2 separate regions of the Sus scrofa genome follow, and region 2 is linked to region 1. Evidence: chromatin contacts called from public HiChIP or PLAC-seq data. All regions are on one chromosome and are shown on one strand. Each heading gives the region's core, a stretch centred on a gene start, on an enhancer-like site or on the middle of the called end of the contact. The rest is flanking DNA. Distances are from core to core; before and after follow the strand shown.

Region 1 (3,322 bases), core at 52-2,551:
TTATAAGCTTTATCCAAAAAAAGCCTAGAAGTTGACACCCAGAAATGTTGGTCAGGCTTCCTTCCTCAGAGAGTGGATGCAAGGAGGGAGAATCGAGACTTTTTTCTCCAGAGTTCTCGTTGTGGCGCAGTGGTTAACGAATCCAACTAGGAACCACAAAGTTGCGAGTTCGATCCCTGGCCTTGCTCAGTGGGTTAAGGATCCGGCGTTGCCGTGAGCTGTGGTGTAGGTCGCAGACGCAGCTCGGATCCTGCGTTGCTGTGGCTGTGGCTGTGGCTGTGGCCGGCGGCTACAGCTCCGATTCGACCCCTAGCCTGGGAACCTCCACATGCTGCGGGAGCGGCCCTAGAAAAGGCAAAAAAAAACAAAACAGAACATTTTTCTTCTTTGTCCTTTTCTCCATTTTAAAGCATACGGAATGAATGTAGGTGTGTGTAAACACACACACATGTATCCATATGAACTGCAATCTGTTGCTAGAGTTCTGGGTGAAACTGTCCTGCCGACCATCTGTCCGCTGTTTCTCATAAGGATGACGACGACCAGCAGAAAGGAGTCAGAAGCGCAGGACACCGTCACAGGACTGGACCGCTGGGGGAATAAGAAAGCATTCGAATGGCAGATTTGGAAAAGACTCCAGGCCACCTCTCTTCATTTCAAGGAGTGGGAAAGAAGATAGTCCCGGGGCCACAGCAGGTCCAGGTGAAGATCTGGAGTTAAATACCAACTCTCCTCACAGTAGCCGAGACATTGGAACAACCTAGATGTCCATCCACAGATGACTGGACTAAGAAGTGTGGTACATGTACAAGACAGAATACTACTGAGCCATAAAAAGGAGCAAAACAATGCCATTTGCAGGCTTGGATGCAACTAGAGTTTAAAAAACTAAAAAAAGTAAGTCAGAGAGAGAAAGACAGATACCTTATGATATCACTTACATGTGGAATCTCAAATATGGCACAAATGAACTTACCTACCAAACAGAAACAGACTCGCAGACGTGGAGAGCAGACTTGTGGTTGCCAAGGGGGAGGGGGAGGGAGAGGGATGGCCTGGGAGTTTGGGGCTAGTAGATGCAAACTATTACCTTTAGAATGGATGAGCAATGAGGTCCTGCTGTACAGCACAGGGAACTCTATCCAGTCTCTTGGATAGACCATGATGGAAGATAGTATAAGAAAGGAAATGTAGGTATATGAATGACTGGGTCACTTTGCTGCACAGCAGAAGTGGGCACAACATTGTAAATCAACTATACTCTAATTTAAAAAAAGACACAGAGTTAAAAGAAATGAACTAAAAAAAAGAAAAAAGAAAAAAAAAGACAGCAGAGAAGAGAGCCCCAAAGTTGGGTTTTAAAAAAAAGGCTCTTATATCTGCTCAGGCTAAATCACTCCCTCAGCTCACTGGGTAAGCATGGTCCCTCATCAGTGTAAAGGATTATTTAATTCTCGTTTGCCTAAGGCTTTAATTTACACGCCTATACTCTATTTTATCGGTTTCAAGACTTCCCAAATGAGCATCCAATTTTCCTTCGTTTTTAACTGCCCCTCATTTCAACTGAGTCCATTACAACGGCTGGCTTTTTTTCCTGGGTGGCATTTTCTGGTTTCCTGTTCACTGCTGCCCAACTAAATACCCCATATGTGACTTTAAGCCCTTGACTCACATTGCCTCTGTGGATAGATAGACCTTCTCTGGTCCTCTTCTCCGGAGAGTCTTACGTTATTTCTGGCTGCTAGCATCAGGGTCCAGGGCAGAGTCCACGGCGGGCATGCCCTTGCCTTCGGCCACAGGAGTTGCGCTAATGAACACAGTGTGTCAGTCTGTACAAAACCCCAGGTATCCACCCCGCTTCCCTTTAGAGTAGAAGAAGTTTACATTTCAACCACATCACAGCCACTGGCTGTCAAAGAGGACAACCTCTGTTCTGCTGGAGCGATTTTCTGGATCTACTGAGAGCGATTTCATTTCATGTCACAAGAATGGGGTGTGTGTGTGTGTGTGTGCGTGTGTGTAAGAGAGAAAATTGAGAATTGAGAAGGAGATAGAGAGAGAGGAACTTCTAGCAAAGTAGCGTGTGTCTGGCTACTGGTGGGTAATGCTACTGTAAATAACTTGAACTTCCACTGGCTGGCCCTTGGTCATAAAATGCTAAGCCTTTCAGGTGCAGATCTATATAAAACATTGAGGGTTAGAGGGTGCACAGGGATCTCCAATCTCTTCTGCCACCCAAGGTAAAGATAGGTTTTAAACTAACAATTTGGAATTACTTTGAGACTACTAAGGAGGAGTCATTCTCAGAACTTCCCAGTTCTTTGCTAAATACTAACCTCTGATACAGATCACGCGCTGTGCTTGCTAACAGTCGACACTAGACCGGTGATTGGAGTTACTGTCTAAGTAGCTCTGGGGAAAAAACTAGTTTCTCACGTCGGCTCTAATGATGGGGGAGGGAGTCATTTCATTTCACAAGGAAAAGTACTACGTGTCATTGAACTGAAAACAGTTCTCCTTTCCTTGTGTGCAAAATGAAGAAATGTCTCACACGGAATTCAGAGTCCCAGGGTGTTGGGGGGGTGTCCCGAGTGCTGTATAACCTGACGACTGACTGGCTTTGGAGATGAAAATAACAATTGCTACTGTATGGTGATTAATTTTGTATTGATACTGTGTTATGAGAGGCTCTGTCTGCATGGCTTAATTCTCTTAATTCCTACAATGGTGAGGGAGGAGTCACCTTATCTATGTGTTCGACAAAGACTGCACATGGCAGAGCCAAGATTCAAACAGGGGGACCCCTCACCACCGGGCTGAGGGGTCTGCCCCGAAGATGCCCGAGGTGCTCACAACCCATCAGCTGTTGTTTAGGGAACAACGAACTTCCTGGTTGGGGCCAAGTTGAAAAGGAGCAACTAAGTATCTGCAGAACAAACTTCTTGAGTTGGCGCATTGGGATAAATATTTGATTTTAGAGCCAGTGAAAATGCTACCTGACTTTCAGGGCAACCTCCTTTGTTTGAAATCCTGTTGCGTGTTCATGTGGGGGGCATGCAACCCTCCAGGCATGGAGTCGTTAGTCCTGCTGTGGCTGGTGTGGCAGGTTGCTCTCCCCATGTGGCTGAAACAACATGAGACAACTCTGATGTGTAAAAACAAATAAGGAAAACTATTTGCATTTAGTTTAAACAACAACAACAAAAAAGACTAGTAATTCTGGGGCAAACTCAGCCAGGAAACCCACAGCTGAAGCAGCAAACTCAAGCTGGTCCTGCTTCATGGTCAAGAATGTCGATTCTGCAGCTGGACCTCCTGGATC
Region 2 (3,234 bases), core at 618-3,117, 63 kb before region 1:
ATTGTATTCAAAGTGAGTGGATTTTATGGTGTGTTAATAAAGCCATTTTTAAAAGCATAGGTAGAAAATTAGGAAGCGCGTAGTGTTAAGACTTTGCAATTCAATGCTGGAGGGGGTGTGGAGAAAAAGGAACCCTCCTGCCTCATTAGTGGGAATGTAAGCTGGTACAACCACTATGGAGAACAGTACAGAGGTACCTTAGAAAGTTATACGTAGAACTAATATGACCAGCAATCCCACTCTTGGACATATATCCAGACAAAACTTTTCTTAAAAAAGACACATGCACCCACATGTTCCTTGTAGCACCATTCACAATAGCCAAGACATGGAAACAACCCAAATGTCCATCGACAGATGATTGGATTAGGAAGATATGGTATATATACACAATGGAATACTACTCAGCCATAAAAAAGAATAAAATAATGCCATTTGCAGCAACATGGATGGAACTAGAGACTCTCATGCTGTGAAGTAAGTCAGAAAAAGAAAGACATATCATATGACATCACTTATATCTGGAATCTAATATATGGCACAAATGAACCTTTCCACAGAAAAGAAAATCATGGACTTGGAGAATAGACTTGTGGTTGCCAAGGTGGAGGGGGAGGGAGTGTGGTGAATTGGGAGCTTAGGGTCAACAGATGCAAACTTTTTCCTTTGGAGTGGGTTAGCAATGAGATCCTGTACTGGGAACATAGTTAGCACCAGGAACTGTGTCTAGTCACTTATGATGGAGCATGATAATTTGAGAAAAAAGAATGTATACATGTATGTGTAACTGGATCACCAAGCTGTACAGTAGGAAAAATACTGTATTGGGGAAATAACAATTAAAAATATAAGAAAATAAAAGTCTAAATTTAAAAAAAAAAGTTTGTAATTCAAGAAAATGCTTGAGAAAAATGACAGTAAGTGGTTTTCTGCATTTTATTTCCTTCCATGTCCTGTGACAGAAAAGAAGGTGATTATAAACTGCCCTGGGCTTGGGGCAAGAGTCATTAATTCAAGGCAAATTGATTTGCCACTAATCATTCCATACACAGGAGATTCAAAATAAAATAACAACAATAAAGATGGCTGCCTTCTGTCCAGGAAGAAGACAGACAAGTTCATGGCATGCTGAGCGACTAGAGTAGAAGGATAGAAGTGCGCCTGAGATTAGGGAAGGCCTCACTGAGAAGGTGGTATGTGAGGCCCCGAGGAGTTCAGCTCCAGCCACTGAGGTCTTTTCAAAAACAGTGAAGAGCCAAAAGCCCTGCAGTGAGTCTGATGGGTTTGGCTATGAGACTAGTGAAGAGGTAGTAGTTGGAGCTGAAGGAGCCAGGGAACCGAGAATAGTAGGATATAGATAAGAGGTAAATCTAAAACCTTGGTCTTTGCAAGGCCTTCTTTAGCTTTGATTATGGGCGAGATGAGAAGCCTTTGAAAAGTGTTGAGGGGTGGGTGTAAGTTTTAACAGGGTCCAGCTGGCTGCTGCACTGATCAGTAGCAAAAAAGTGGGGGCAAGCGTGTGAACCATCCTATTCCAACAATCCAGGCAAAGCAGGAGGTGGGGCTCGGACGGGTCTTGTGGAAGTGTGAGAAGTAGTTGGGTCCTGTACACATTTGCAAGTCGAACAAACAGGACTATTGATGGTGGGGTTTGGCAAAAGAGAATAATCAGAGTCGACCCCGCGTGCAACTGCTGGAATGTAGAGGCTGGGACGGGAAAGCGTCCTGAGCAGAGGAGGTCGGGCAAGAGGAAGCGACTGAGGGCAATTCTCCCGCCCCGCAGGTCGGGGAGGAGGCGCAGCTGCAGCCGCGCGGGCAGCGGCGGGAAGACTCTCGTTCCCAGCGTGCTCCGCGCGCCCGGCCGCGCGCCCGGGGGGCGGGGCCTGCGCGCGCGTGCGCCGTAGCGGGACGCGCGGGCGGGTGCGGCAAGGCGGTCCCTTCGAGTGTGGTAGTTTGCTCCCTGAAGGGAGTCAGGGCGGTTAGGTGCTCGCGGCCACTTTCCCGTCCCCGGTAAGTGCGGCGGCGGCGGCGGCGGCAGCGGTTGGGGACGCCAGATGGGGATGGCTTCCGAGGGCCCCGGGGGCCTCCCGCGGACCCGTCTGAGGCGGCTCGGGTTAGCGGCCGTCGCCCCTCAGGGGCAGTTGGGCGGCCCCCTGAGGCGTTCGGCGTCGGTTCGCTCCCGCGGGCGGCGGCCGCTGGGGCTTCGCGATCGGGAGGCGGAATGTGGGTCGGTGCGGGCGGGGAGAGCCGAGCGGCTCCGGCCTGGGTCCCGCGAGGCGGCCTCGGAGCGGCGAGGGTCGCCCGGGCCCCGGCGACGGCCGCGGCGCAGCCCCGGGGCCGGTGGGCGGAATAGGACGCTCCTCGGGCGCCTTTGAGCCCCCAGCCCCGCGGAACCTCGCCTCGAGTTCCCCGTGTACGGCTTGGCGTTGTTGCGGACGCGGCCGGAGCATCGACCCCCCGGAGGACTTGAACTCTTAACGTCTGTGTTTGCCCCGCGATCCCCAACGTCCCGCCCCGACGTGGTCGGTAACGCCCAGGCGTTCTGCCAGCTGAAGGTTCCTGGGTTGGTGGCATCCGCAGTCACACAAGTCACTCTCGAAAACGCTCAGGACGTGGGCACACGACCCGGTACGATTGATCATCGCTGCCTCTCCCCCAGGGTGGTGGAGACGCTTCCAGCCCTGCCCCATCTGACCCTAAAGCCCGAGTTGTAACCTCGTCGGTCTAGACCACGTTCCAGTTCAGATTCCCAAGTAGTCCAGCTTGCGTGCACCGTTGTGAGCACACTGTCCGTCGTGAATTCTGGAAGGGGATGGAGTTTCCTTGAATAAAACAAACACCCAAGCTGTTGAGGAATAGAGAGTGGATAGAATGCACGTCCAATTTTACTCCCTCCTAAAATCTCGCTAACATTACCGTAAAGGGACACAGACCCGCAAAGAGGGAGAGAATATGGGGAAGCAAACAACAGCAAGAAAATACTGGGCTCCAGAAAGCAAGTGTCTTAGCAGATTGGCCACATTCTAAACCGTGGAAAAGTTCTATTTAAGCCACACACAGAGTCTTGGAAATGTGCAGAGACTGGCAGCCAGGGACACTTTGGGAACTGGCAGTGAAAGGCGCGGTGCTGGGGATGGATGAGAGGACTCCATGTCCACTCAGGTGAGGTCTAGATATCTGCATCTCCTTCCCCACATCACACTGTTGGTGACTGCTTCTCTCCCATTAGAAGCC

What was found. HiChIP or PLAC-seq counts read pairs in DNA pulled down with a chosen protein or histone mark.
Region 2: an H3K27ac HiChIP or PLAC-seq map of skeletal muscle shows a contact between it and region 1. The contact joins the promoter of TEX30 here to the promoter of METTL21C in region 1. A contact is called at or near these places in 1 of 47 Hi-C or Micro-C datasets (subcutaneous adipose tissue) and 1 of 2 datasets of contacts at active chromatin or transcription factors (skeletal muscle).

The regions. Positions count from the first base shown.
Region 1 is chr11:71,019,619-71,022,940 of Sscrofa11.1, reverse strand. It overlaps METTL21C (protein-lysine methyltransferase METTL21C), which reads left to right and starts at 1,301. Exons shown (of 4, transcript XM_005668522.3): 1 at 1,301-3,322.
Region 2 is chr11:71,083,696-71,086,929 of Sscrofa11.1, reverse strand. TEX30 (testis-expressed protein 30) reads left to right here and starts at 1,867. Exons shown (of 6, transcript XM_021065893.1): 1 at 1,867-2,010.